2 separate regions of the Callithrix jacchus genome follow, and region 1 is linked to region 2. The links are chromatin contacts, called in public Hi-C maps. All regions are on one chromosome and are shown on one strand. Each heading gives the region's core, a stretch centred on a gene start, on an enhancer-like site or on the middle of the called end of the contact. The rest is flanking DNA. Distances are from core to core; before and after follow the strand shown. Region 1 has its middle 13 kb from the start of SPINK4. Region 2 holds the start of SMU1 (SMU1 DNA replication regulator and spliceosomal factor).

Region 1 (5,494 bases), core at 2,588-5,087, 140 kb after region 2:
GTGATCCACCCGCCTCGGCCTCCCAGAGTGCTGGGATTACAGGTGTGAGCCACCACGCCCGGCCCACTATTTTGTAAATTTAAAACACATCACAAATAACATTCCTATTTTGCAAAGAGGGAAGTAAAAGGATTCACAGCAAATATTTCCTTTAATTTAAAAGTTTAGGACCTTGCTTAAATGTATTTAATAACTGTTTCAGCGCACAGATTTTGAAGGAAATTTATTTTTTATGATGCATCTTTTTATTTGTAAAAATATATAGGGTACATATGAAATCTTGTTACATGTGTACCTAAGGCATAGTGATCAAGTCCACCACCCAAGTACGGTACATTTTTGTTTAACTATATTCACCCTACTCTGCAATCAAACAATGAATGTATTCCTTCTGTTTGCACACTTTACCCCACTTCTCTTCATTCTTCCCCCTCCTCCATTCATTCTTCTTAGTCTCTGTTCTTCATATTTCATCTCTTTACCTCCATGTGATCAAATTTTTTTGGCTCCAACATATGTGAGAACATGCTACATTTGTCTTTTTGTGCCTGGCTTATTTCACCCAATATAATGACTGATTTTGGAAGAAATGTATTAAGTTGAAGGGGATAAAAGGGGATACATACCAAGTCAATAAATATGAGTAGGGATGAGGAGGATCCCACTTCTGGCTATATAATTAAAGAGATGCTCACACAACTCCATAAAGAGACATGTAAGAGGATATTTTATCACCAAGTTCTTTGTGATAGCTGGAGAGCTGGATGCAATGAGGCATCTATCATCGGGGGGATGAATGTAAGTAAAATGTGATGTAAGCACACTACAGACTATTCTACCACAGTAACAAGCAATGAACTGGATACATACAAGGTCAAGAAATACACGGTTCTGTCCAGGTAGTCCTACACTTTGGGAGGCTGAGGCAGGAGGGTTGCTTGAGCCCAGGAGTATGAGACCAGCCTGGGCAAGATGTTAAGACCCTGTCTCTACAAAAAACAAACAAGAACAGGAAAAAAACCCCAAGTCCATAATGCTGAATGGGAGAAAAAAGAAGTAAGGAACAGAAAGAGGTCTCCAGCACAATACTATTTTTGGAATTAAAAATACATACCCACAAAACAGTGCCACATGCTTTTGAGAACACTCACAAATACAACTATTTCCAAGTCTTAGTCACCGCATCATCTTTACAGTTGAACTCTTGGAAATTACACATTAGTGCCACCTGGTGGTAGCATTTCAAATTTGTGGCATAATACAGTTTTTAACAAGGTATAATTTACATGCAGCTAAATGCATAGGTCTTAATTTGATGATTTTCGACAAGTGAATACTCCAGTGTAATCCCCACACTAAGCAGTATGTAGAATGTTTCATCACCCCAGAAGGTTCCCTCCTACTCTCCCCATGCCCTACCCTGAAAGCAACAACTGATCCGTCTCTGTCACTACAAATTAGCTTCCCCTGTTGTAGAACTTACATATGTGGAATTATAAAGTGCATACTCTTTTGTGTTTGTCTTCTTTCGGGAATCATAATGTTTTTGAGATTCAGTCATGTTGTAGCATGTGTCAATAGTTAATTTATGTTTGTTGCCAGGTGGTATTCCACTGTATAGCTGTATTACAGGTTGTTTATTTGTGCACTGACTGACATTTGGATTGTCTCCACTTTTTGCCTAATACAAATAAAGCTTCTCTGAATATTTATGAATAAGCCTTTGTGTAGACATATGCTTTTTATTTACTGTGGATGAAACTGCAAGGTCATAGCATGGATGGATGTGTAATTTTTTAATTGCCAAAAACAATTCTCCACATAAGTTGTATCATTTTACACATCCACCAACAATAAATTTATATCAGCAAGAAAAATATGAACAACCCAATTTATTTAAATAGGTAAAAAGACGTGACTTGACACTTGGAGATATACAAGTGGATATAAAGTACATGAAAAAGTGCCCACCATTATTAGTCTTCAGGAAAATGCAAACTAAAACCACAATGAGATATCACTTTACACCCACTAGAATGTTAAAAGCAAAATGTTGAGGATGTGGAGAAACTGGAGGCAATTGGAAATCACATACACACATAGACCCCACACACCAGCTCTCTCAGGTCACCAGCTTAATTCCTTCACAAAAGAAGGACTCAGCTTGCCACTTGCACATTTCCACATAGGCTACTGTTGGTCATACCAAAGCTGAAAGGCAGAAGGACAAAGCTGATTCTTTGCATTGGTGGCATGGAGCCACTGGAGTGCCAGAGGCATATACTGGGGCAGGCTCTTGTGCCTGTTTCTGCTTCTCCTCACCTCTGTCTTCCTCCTTTTCATAATAGCATCATGTATTAAGTTTTGTCATGAGCCAGGCATTTAATATGTACTTTTTTTTTTTTAGTTAGAGACTCACTCTGTCGCCCAGGCTGGAGTACAGTGGTGCGATCTTGGCTCACTGCAACCTCCGCCTCTGGGGTTCAAGTGATTCTCTTGCCTTAGCCGCCTGAGTAGCTGGGATTACAGGCCACCACCAGGCCAGGCTAATTCTTTTGTAGTTTTAGTAGAGATGAGGTTTCACCATTTTGGCTAGGCTGGTTTCGAACTCCTGACCTCAAATGATCCTCCTGCCTCTGCCTTCCAAAGTGCTAGGATTACAGGCAAGAGCCACCTCACCCAACCCCAATATATACTTTTTAATACAACACTTCAAGGTAGGCATTATTTTTATTGTTGTCATTTTTGAGACAGGGTCTACTCTGTAGGTCAGGCAGGAGTGCAGTGGTGCTCACTATAGCCTCGACCTCCAGGCTCAATCCTCACACCTCAGCCTCCCGAGTAGCTGGGACTATAGGCATGTGCTTCCGGGCCTGGCTAATTTTTAAATGTGTTGTCAAGACGGTGTCTCCCTATATTGCCCAGGCTAATCACAAACTCCTGGGCTTGAGCAATCCTCTCACCTCAGCCTCCCAAAAATGCTGGAATGATAGGCACAAGTCACAGAACTCAGCCATGCATTATTAATCCTATTTCACAGATGAGGGAATTTGGGCTCCTGGGTTGAGGAATTCGCTTAAGGTCATAGAGCTCTGGTTTTATGTCCCACGGCTACAGTAACAAATTACTACAAACAGAGAGGCTTCAAACATCAATGCATGCTGCTCCCCTCGGGGTCAGAGTCTGAAATGGGGGGCAGGCCTGCGCTCCCTCTGGGGACCCTAGGGAAGAAACCGTCCCTTGCCCTTGCCAGCTTCTTGGGGCTGTCTCCACCCCTGGGCTCCAGGCCTGCATCACCCCCATTCTGCTTCCATCATCACAGCTCCTTCTGACTCTCCCGCCTCCCTCTTATGAGAACCTTATGGCCCAAGTACACCCAGGTAACCCAGGATAACCTCCACATCTCAAGATTCTTCCTTTGGTCACAGATGCAGAATCCCTTTTGCCATGTGAGGTAACACATTCATAGGTTTTGGGGATAAGGAGGTAGGTATTTGGGGGGATAGGAGCATCACTCCGCCTATCACAGGTAGCGAGTGGCCAAGTCAGGGTTCAAACCCAGTTCTGTCATATTCCTGAATCTGGGATCTTTCTCCAAACCACACTGCCCCTTTCCACAGTCCTTCCTCTCCTTGGAGCTGTCCTGGGTTCCTACCAAGCACAGATTCTCAGAAAGGGACAGCAGAAGACCCTAAGGCTGGACACATCAGGAGGAGGAGCTTCTGGCAAGAGTCCAAGGACTTCTTTTCAAATCTGGGAGGGAAGAAGAAGGGAGAGGGCAGGAGACTCCACGGCCATAGCCCATTCCCCATAAAGGAAGGGCGAGGGTGGCCCTCAGGTCCAGGCATGAGAGGTTCTGCGAAGGGAGCAGTGCACCCTCTGAACAGTGCCAAGGACAACACAGGTGCTATGTGAATGTTGGTGAGGAGTGTGCAGGTTGCTGTAGTCAGTGGCAGGGTGGGTATACTATTTTGGACCCTGTTTCTAAACTTAGCCTGACCATAGATACTGCCAGTGGTTGTGTCTGGGAAGATGCCAAGCTGGGATCACATGGGTCCTGCCTGCTGAACCTATGAGTGCTGTAGGGCGTGAGCGGCAGCTCCTCCCACCTTCTCCCTGGACTCTCTGGATTCATTGCCTTCTGGAGAGGGTCTATATTCAGGAACCTCTAGACTTTAGCCTGGCCCAGCTGCAGGGAGGTTCCCCTTGTGGTCCACACTTGACTGTTTTGGCAACCTCCTGCCATGGCTGGACCACAGAATTTTCCATGAAACTCACTTCAAATTGTGTGGCTCCTTCAGCTCCTGCTATTTCAGTTACTGGACCAGGATGGGCTTCTGGGTGTATATACTTGAAACCAGAATCTATGGTGGGCAGGGGAATCTGGTAAGAGTCTGAGATTTAAAATCAGACATTTGTTTGAATGCTGGCTCTGCCACTTACAATGCTGGAAACTTTGAACATGTCATTTAATTTTTCTGAGCCTTAATTTTCTCATCTGTAAAATGGATATAATTATAAGGCCCATCTCATATTGTTTTTGTGAGTTTTATATAATACACGTAAAGTTTTAAGAACTGTGAGGAAGAGCTTTCAGTAGGCCAGAAGCTTGGTTATAGCATTTAACAAAAATATCCCATTAATCCCAACTAGAAGCTATTTTTAACCTCCTTTTATTAAAGAGGAAAATAGGGCCAGGTATAGTGGCTCAGATCTGTAATCCCAGCACTGTGGGAGGCTGAGGCGGGTGGACTGCTTGAGCTCAGGAGTTCAAGTCCAGTCTGGCCAACATGGTAAAACCCCATCTCTACAAAAATTGGCTGGGCATGGTGGCATATGCCTGTAACCTCAGCTACTCGGGAGGCTGAGGTAGGAGGATCCCTTGAGCCCAGAAGATGGAGGTTGCAGTGAACCATGATAGCACTACTATACTCCAGGCTGGGTGATGGAGTGAGAGCCTGTCTCAAAAAAAAAAAAAAGAGGAATTTACTCAAGGTCACACAGATGGTTAAGTGACAGAGCCACAATCAAACAGGGTTGGCCCCTGCTCTTTCCACCTTGCCGGTGCCTGTCTTCAGCCTCTCCCCTTCTCAGTCCTCATAGAAACCTGGCATCCTAGACAGGAGGGGACAGCAGAAGTTGGACAGGTTAAGAGTTCCTGGTGTGGATCTAAGGACCCCTCCTTGAGGCTAGCAGAAAGAGGTGGGCAGGACACCCTGGCAGGAGACCATGCCCAGATCATACCCACCACAGGGAGAGGCCAGCAGAGATCTTCAGGCAGCTCAAGGGCCAGGCAGGAGACAATCACCAGGAAGGGACTGACAAGCCCTGAGGCCACCTGTCAACACACTGACTCATTGCAAATATTTACTGGGCACCTTCAAGCATAAGAACCAGACCTCTCCCTCGCCTGTCTTGGACCAGTGCCCATGGGCATGCTGAAAGTGCCTGCCTGGAAGTGAGTCTGCCTTGAGAGGGTGGGTACCAACTAGGG
Region 2 (5,579 bases), core at 1,251-3,750:
TTTTTTGTAGAGACAGGGTTTTGCCATGTTGACCAGACTGGTCTCAAATTCCTGACCTCAAGTGATCCACATACCTCAGCTTCCCAAAGCATTGGGATTATAAGTGTAAGCTACCATGCCTGGCCCCTCTTCTTAAAAACAACTATAAAAGAGAACTGATTGCTGCTATTTGCAGTAGGCTTTTTCTCTCATGGCCCCTTTCTGAGGTATGCAGGTATCCAAGCTTAGACCCCTACTATTCTGGTATGGTACTATCCTCCTTAGCACATTTCCAGTGACTTTCATTTTGCACTCCCAAAATAAGACATCTCTCTCCTCAAACACCTCAAATTTGACATAGCCAAAATCAAATTCTCTACCTTCGAACACAAACGAATATATAAAGAGCTAAAAGCTTTGAAGACAATCTGGGATTTGAATCAAAATTATGTGACCTGGGACAAGTCAGTTAACATCTCTGTGCCTGCTTCCTTATCTGTTAAGAAAAATACCTATCCTGTAGGGTTGATAAAAAGGTTGATTATACTACTTACAGCATGCTTAGCATAGAAAGTACTTAGTATATAGTAACTACTATTATTATTATTTTGAGTCTCATTCTGTTGCCCAAGTTGGAGTGCAATGGCGCGATCTCGGCTCACTGCAATCTCTGCCTCCCGGGTTCAAACAATTCTTCTGCCTCAGCCTCTGGAGTAACTGGGATTACAGGCGACTGCCACCATGCCAGGCTAATTTTTGAATTTTTAGTAGAGACAGGGTTTCACCATGTTGGCCAGGCTGTTTTCAAACTCCTGACCTCGTGATCTGTCCACCACGGCCTCCCAAAGTGCTGGGATTACAGGTGTGAGCTTCCACGCCCGGCCCAATAGTAACTATTATTAATTAAAAACAAAACAAAACATGCAGTAGCCATTACTGCTACAGCCAAGGTCAAGACTGGGAGAATGGTCATTACAGGTACCACTCAGGCCCCAAAGCATGGAATCCTTTCCAACTCCTTCCTGACCTAGTTGTCATAATCTCCAGCACTCCCTATCATTCTTCTTTGTTTCATTTTTGTCCAAAGCATTTACCACCATCTGTTACATTTCATATTTTATTTATCGTTTTTGTCTATTGCTTGCCTTCCCCAGTCACAATGTATGTTCTATGAGAGGAAGGATTTTTGTCTGTTTTGTTCACTACTGTATTTCCAGCATCTATAACAATACATAGATTTCAGTATTTGCAGAATGCATAAACTTCCCTGCCTCCTATGAAGAGTCTCCAAAAAAGGGCTAGGTGCAGTGGCTCACACCTGCAATCCCAGCACTTTGGGAGGCTGAAGTGGGCGGATCAAGAGGTCAGGAGTTCGCGACCAGCCTGGCCAACATAGTGAAACTCCCTCTCTACTAAAAATACATCAAAAAAGTAGCCAGGCGTGGTGGTGGGCGCCTGTAGTTTCAGCCACTTGGGAGGCTGAGGCAGGAGAAATGCGTGAACCCAGGAGGCGGAGGTTGCAGCAAGCCGAGACTGCGCCACTGCACTCCAGCCTGGGTAACAGAGTGAGACTCCGTCTTGCAAAAAAAAAAAAAAAAAGTCTCCAAAAAAGGTCCTCTCTCACAATTCTGTTAATTTAATCATTATTAAGTGTTGGCAAGGACAGGTGGAGGATGGAGTTCTGGAAAAGCACACTAAAGGTCTTTGGTCATTACTTTTCTCCCCCATTCCCTGAAAATTCTTCTTTCTAGCCCAGTCTCCAGAGACTGTCTCTCCTTTACAGCTACAGAGAGCTCACAAACAAACCAAAATTCAGGGCCTGATAAAATAGCTAGTTGTTCTTTCATTCCAAAAGCAATTAACTCTTCCTCTAAGGTACGCTGAGACCACAAGGAAAAGGAGCCCCTAGGCACCGTCAAAGCTAGTCTGGGGTAAGGTTATCAAATATTGAGTGATAAACGCTAGGCAGAGGAAAGCAAAGAGACCGTATAAGCACAGAGGAAGAAACGAATCACTTTGCATAAGTTGGGCAGGGAGAGAAGCAAGGCTTAAAGAGACCAAGCCCCCTGTGTGATAATTAGACTGGAGTCCAGAGTGGATCCTTAATTTGATCAATCACAGCACAGTCGGCCAAGGACAGAACTCAGGTTTGCAAGGTGTTTTCCCCACCCCGTGCCACCTCCCTCGAGACTTTGGCTTCACGTCTGAGGGTGGCTACTTCCTTGCCGGCCCACCTCCGAGCTAGCCAGATCCAAGATGCTTCTTTGGGCCCAACGAAATGGCCCTCCACTCCCTAACCTCCCCTAGCCTCTCCGATACCTTCTCTCGAGTACCCTCCACCCCACAACCTTAACCTCCGGGTGCCCGGCACAGCTGGAACATCCCCACCACGAGACTCACTCCGAGGATTCGATTTCGATCGACATAGCTGTATCTCTCAGGGAGCAGGCCCCAGTTCTCCCTCAAGGCCAGTCGCGCAACACAGCAACACCTCCGGCGGCCACCTTACGTCACTTCCGCTTGGGTCGGCAACCGGAGTCCGGCGCCTGCCCTTCAGACGGAATGATCAGAAAGAGGGGCGGGGTGCGCGCAAGGGCGGGGCCTTGAGGGACTGTCAGAGGGTGGAGTTTATGCCCCTGCCCTAGAGAAATAAGCTCCTGGAGAAAGACTGTTTAAAAGCACTGGGCGCCATACAGCTCACAAATGCAGTGAAAAACAAAAGCACTGGGGCTGGACGCGGTGGCTCACAACTGTACTCCCAGCGCTTTGGGAGGTCGAGGCGGATGGATCACCTGAGGTCAGGCGTTGGAGACCAGCCTGGCCAACATGGTGAAACCCCTGCTCTACTAAAAATACAGAAATTAGCCGGGCGTGGTGGCCCACGCTTGTAATTCCAGCTACTCGCGAGGCTGAAATAGGAGATCGCTTGAACGTAGTAGGCAGAGGTTGCAGTGAGCCGAGATCGCGCTACTGCACTTCCAGCCTGGGCGACAGAGTGAGATTCTGTCTCAAAAAAAAAAAGGATTCAGGCTGGACTAGGAAAGGAGGGCAGGTCAGGGCAGCGGAGGGGAGGGGAGGGAAGAGGAGGAAGAGGAGGGGTTGTCATTTGATGTAATTAGTTGATTAGATTTTAGATAAGGCTGAATATGCACTACTTGATTGGGATATTAATATATTCGAAAGCGACGTAACAAAATTTATAGAAAGAGTTAATTAAGGGTTTTGGGGGTTTTGGTTGGTTGGTTGGTTAGTTTTGGATTTTTTAGAATCAGGGACTTACTTTGTTGCCCAGGTTGGAGTGCGGTGGCACGATCAAGGCACACTGCAGCCTCGACGCCTCGGACTCAAGCCATCCTCCCACCTCAGCCATTCAAAATAATGGGATTACAGGCGTTAGCCACCGCGCCCCTCACCGGACTTTAGATCACACACATTATTACATTTGTAGTGACAAATGAAATGTAGAGGTATCAGTAAAGTTCATACATAAAACCTATTTTTAAATGTTTTATTACTAGTGTATATAAATTTTTAAAATTATTTACAGCACAATAATAATAAATCTGGCTGGGCACCATGGCTCACACCTGTAATCCCAGCACTCTGAGAGTTTTAGGTGGGTGGATCACCTGAGGTCACGTGTTCAACACCAGCCTGGCCAACATGGTGAAACCCTGTCTCTACTAAAAATACAAAAATATGCTGGGCATGGTGGCATGCACATGTAATCCCAGCTACTCAGGGGGCTGAGGCAGGAGAATAGCTTGAACCTGGGAGGCAGAGGTTACAGTCAGCCGAGATTGTACCACTGCACTCTAGCCTGGGTGACAGAGTGAGATTCCATCTCAAAAAAAAAAAAAGAATAAAAAGAAAAGAAAAAGGAAATTTAATTTTTAAAAGAAAAACTAAAAAAGAAAAGGTGGGGCAGCGGAGGGTAGGGAGTGTGAATTATATTCTGTCTGATCACATGCTGCTTGAGATAATCCCTGGGGCCAAGTGGCCTGTTTCAAGTCAGAACTTATTTGCTGCTTTGCCTGTAGTTTATGCATTCACGTCAATGTGATCATGGGCACCATTCTTGAGAAATGAAACTTTATCATGACTAGCAAGCAGCCACAGATGTATACCTATCCTTTGCTTCTTCGATATATTGGATTTTTAACCCCTGATTGATAGTCAATGCTCCTGGCATCGCAAACCCTCCTCACTAATGTTTATTCTGTAATAAGAAAGTGGAATATGACATTTTTGTTACTATGTATAATGAAATGACAATCTATACCTAGTTTCCCTTCCCTGAACTGGCTACTTATGTAAGTATTCCAATAATCCATCCATTTCCATGCCTTTCCCATACCCAAAAGTATAGCTTTCTTAACCTTGCTGATCTCTTGTTCACAAGTTGATAAATTTTGCCAATTCCTAAAGATCAATTTGTATAGGAAATTTTGTTTTTAACCCTAGAAAAATGAGGTCTCTCACATCTCTCCATCCATATATAAATAAACAAGCAGGCACACACAGAGACAACTTCTAAACTCTAAATCAGGCAACTGTATTCACCAAGAATCTTTACTGCATACTCAGAGGCTGGATCACAACCTCTCAGACCAGATTTCTAGTGAACAAAAGTAACCCAGAGGGAAATCCAGTCTCGTGATCCGCCCCGCTTTCCGGTAAATAGACCCCCTCCTGTAAGACCCCATATTGCAATCTGTCTCTTGAATCCAGCAGAGGGCAGGACAGCCACAGAAAAACTACCATTGTAAACCTGGCCTCCAAATGTCTAACTGGTAATTAAGGAAATGAGGTGGGAGGGAGTGAGATTCTTGGTCCTGTACTGTAGAAGGGAAAGTCAATATTTGAGTGCCAAAATGGAACAAAAGGTTGGCTTTATCTCCTATTAAACTAGACCAGTTTTATCTAACATGATATAATAAGGCAAAGTTGAGAAAAAAATACGTAATTCTGTCTGCTCTTTGCAGAACATGAGTTATAAGTTATGAGGGTTAAATGAGTTAATACATACAAAATACAACAGTGCCTGGCATGTAGTGAGCACTGAGTAAGAGATGGTTGTTGTTGTTATTGTTATTGTAGAGAGGTCGTCTTGCTATGTTGCCCAGGCTGGTCTTGAACTTCTGGCCTCAAGCTATCCTCCCTCTTGGACTTCCCAAAGTGCTGGGATTATAGGTGTGAGCCATTGTGCCTGGCCTGTTATTATATATTAAGATGTCAAAGCCCTTCTATTATTTATCTTTCTTACCACAATAAGAAAATAAATACTCTTAAGTCAAAATAAAGTCTAAAATTGGTCCTTTTGGAATGAGGAACTCTTCTCTTTAGTGCGATACTGCTCTCTCAGATGGGCTTGTACCCTGCTCATGCTCCACCAGCTGGAAGCTGGCTGGTCTCCAGCAGTCCACTTTGCCTTGACCTCTGAAATCCCTGTCTGTGTCTCACTGGCCAGTTCAGCCTCTGTGACACAAAGCCACAATGGAGTCTGTAGCCAGCACCTCCTTTATTTACACAGAAAGGGTTCTTCCCTCAAGGCTGGAGCTCAAATGGGAGGCCTGTTTCCCACATCATGACTTGTTAGC

Evidence for each region. A called contact is a pair of places that touch in the nucleus more often than the background predicts.
Region 1: a Hi-C map of skeletal muscle shows a contact between it and region 2, with 4 times the contacts expected there. The contact joins the enhancer-like site here to the promoter of SMU1 in region 2. A contact is called at or near these places in 3 of 3 Hi-C or Micro-C datasets (induced pluripotent stem cells and skeletal muscle).

What each region holds. Positions count from the first base shown.
Region 1 is chr1:140,417,149-140,422,642 of calJac240_pri, forward strand. No RefSeq gene overlaps it. Among named protein-coding and RNA genes, the nearest start is that of SPINK4, 13 kb to the right of the region's middle. Within about 2 kb of position 3,838, at least 3 of the 16 cell types and tissues checked have an H3K27ac peak or open chromatin away from gene starts, as enhancers often do. A contact at or near this core is called in skeletal muscle, where this site is marked.
Region 2 is chr1:140,280,597-140,286,175 of calJac240_pri, forward strand. SMU1 (SMU1 DNA replication regulator and spliceosomal factor) reads right to left here and starts at 2,501. Exons shown (of 12, transcript XM_002743007.7): 1 at 2,380-2,501. The coding sequence starts at 2,405.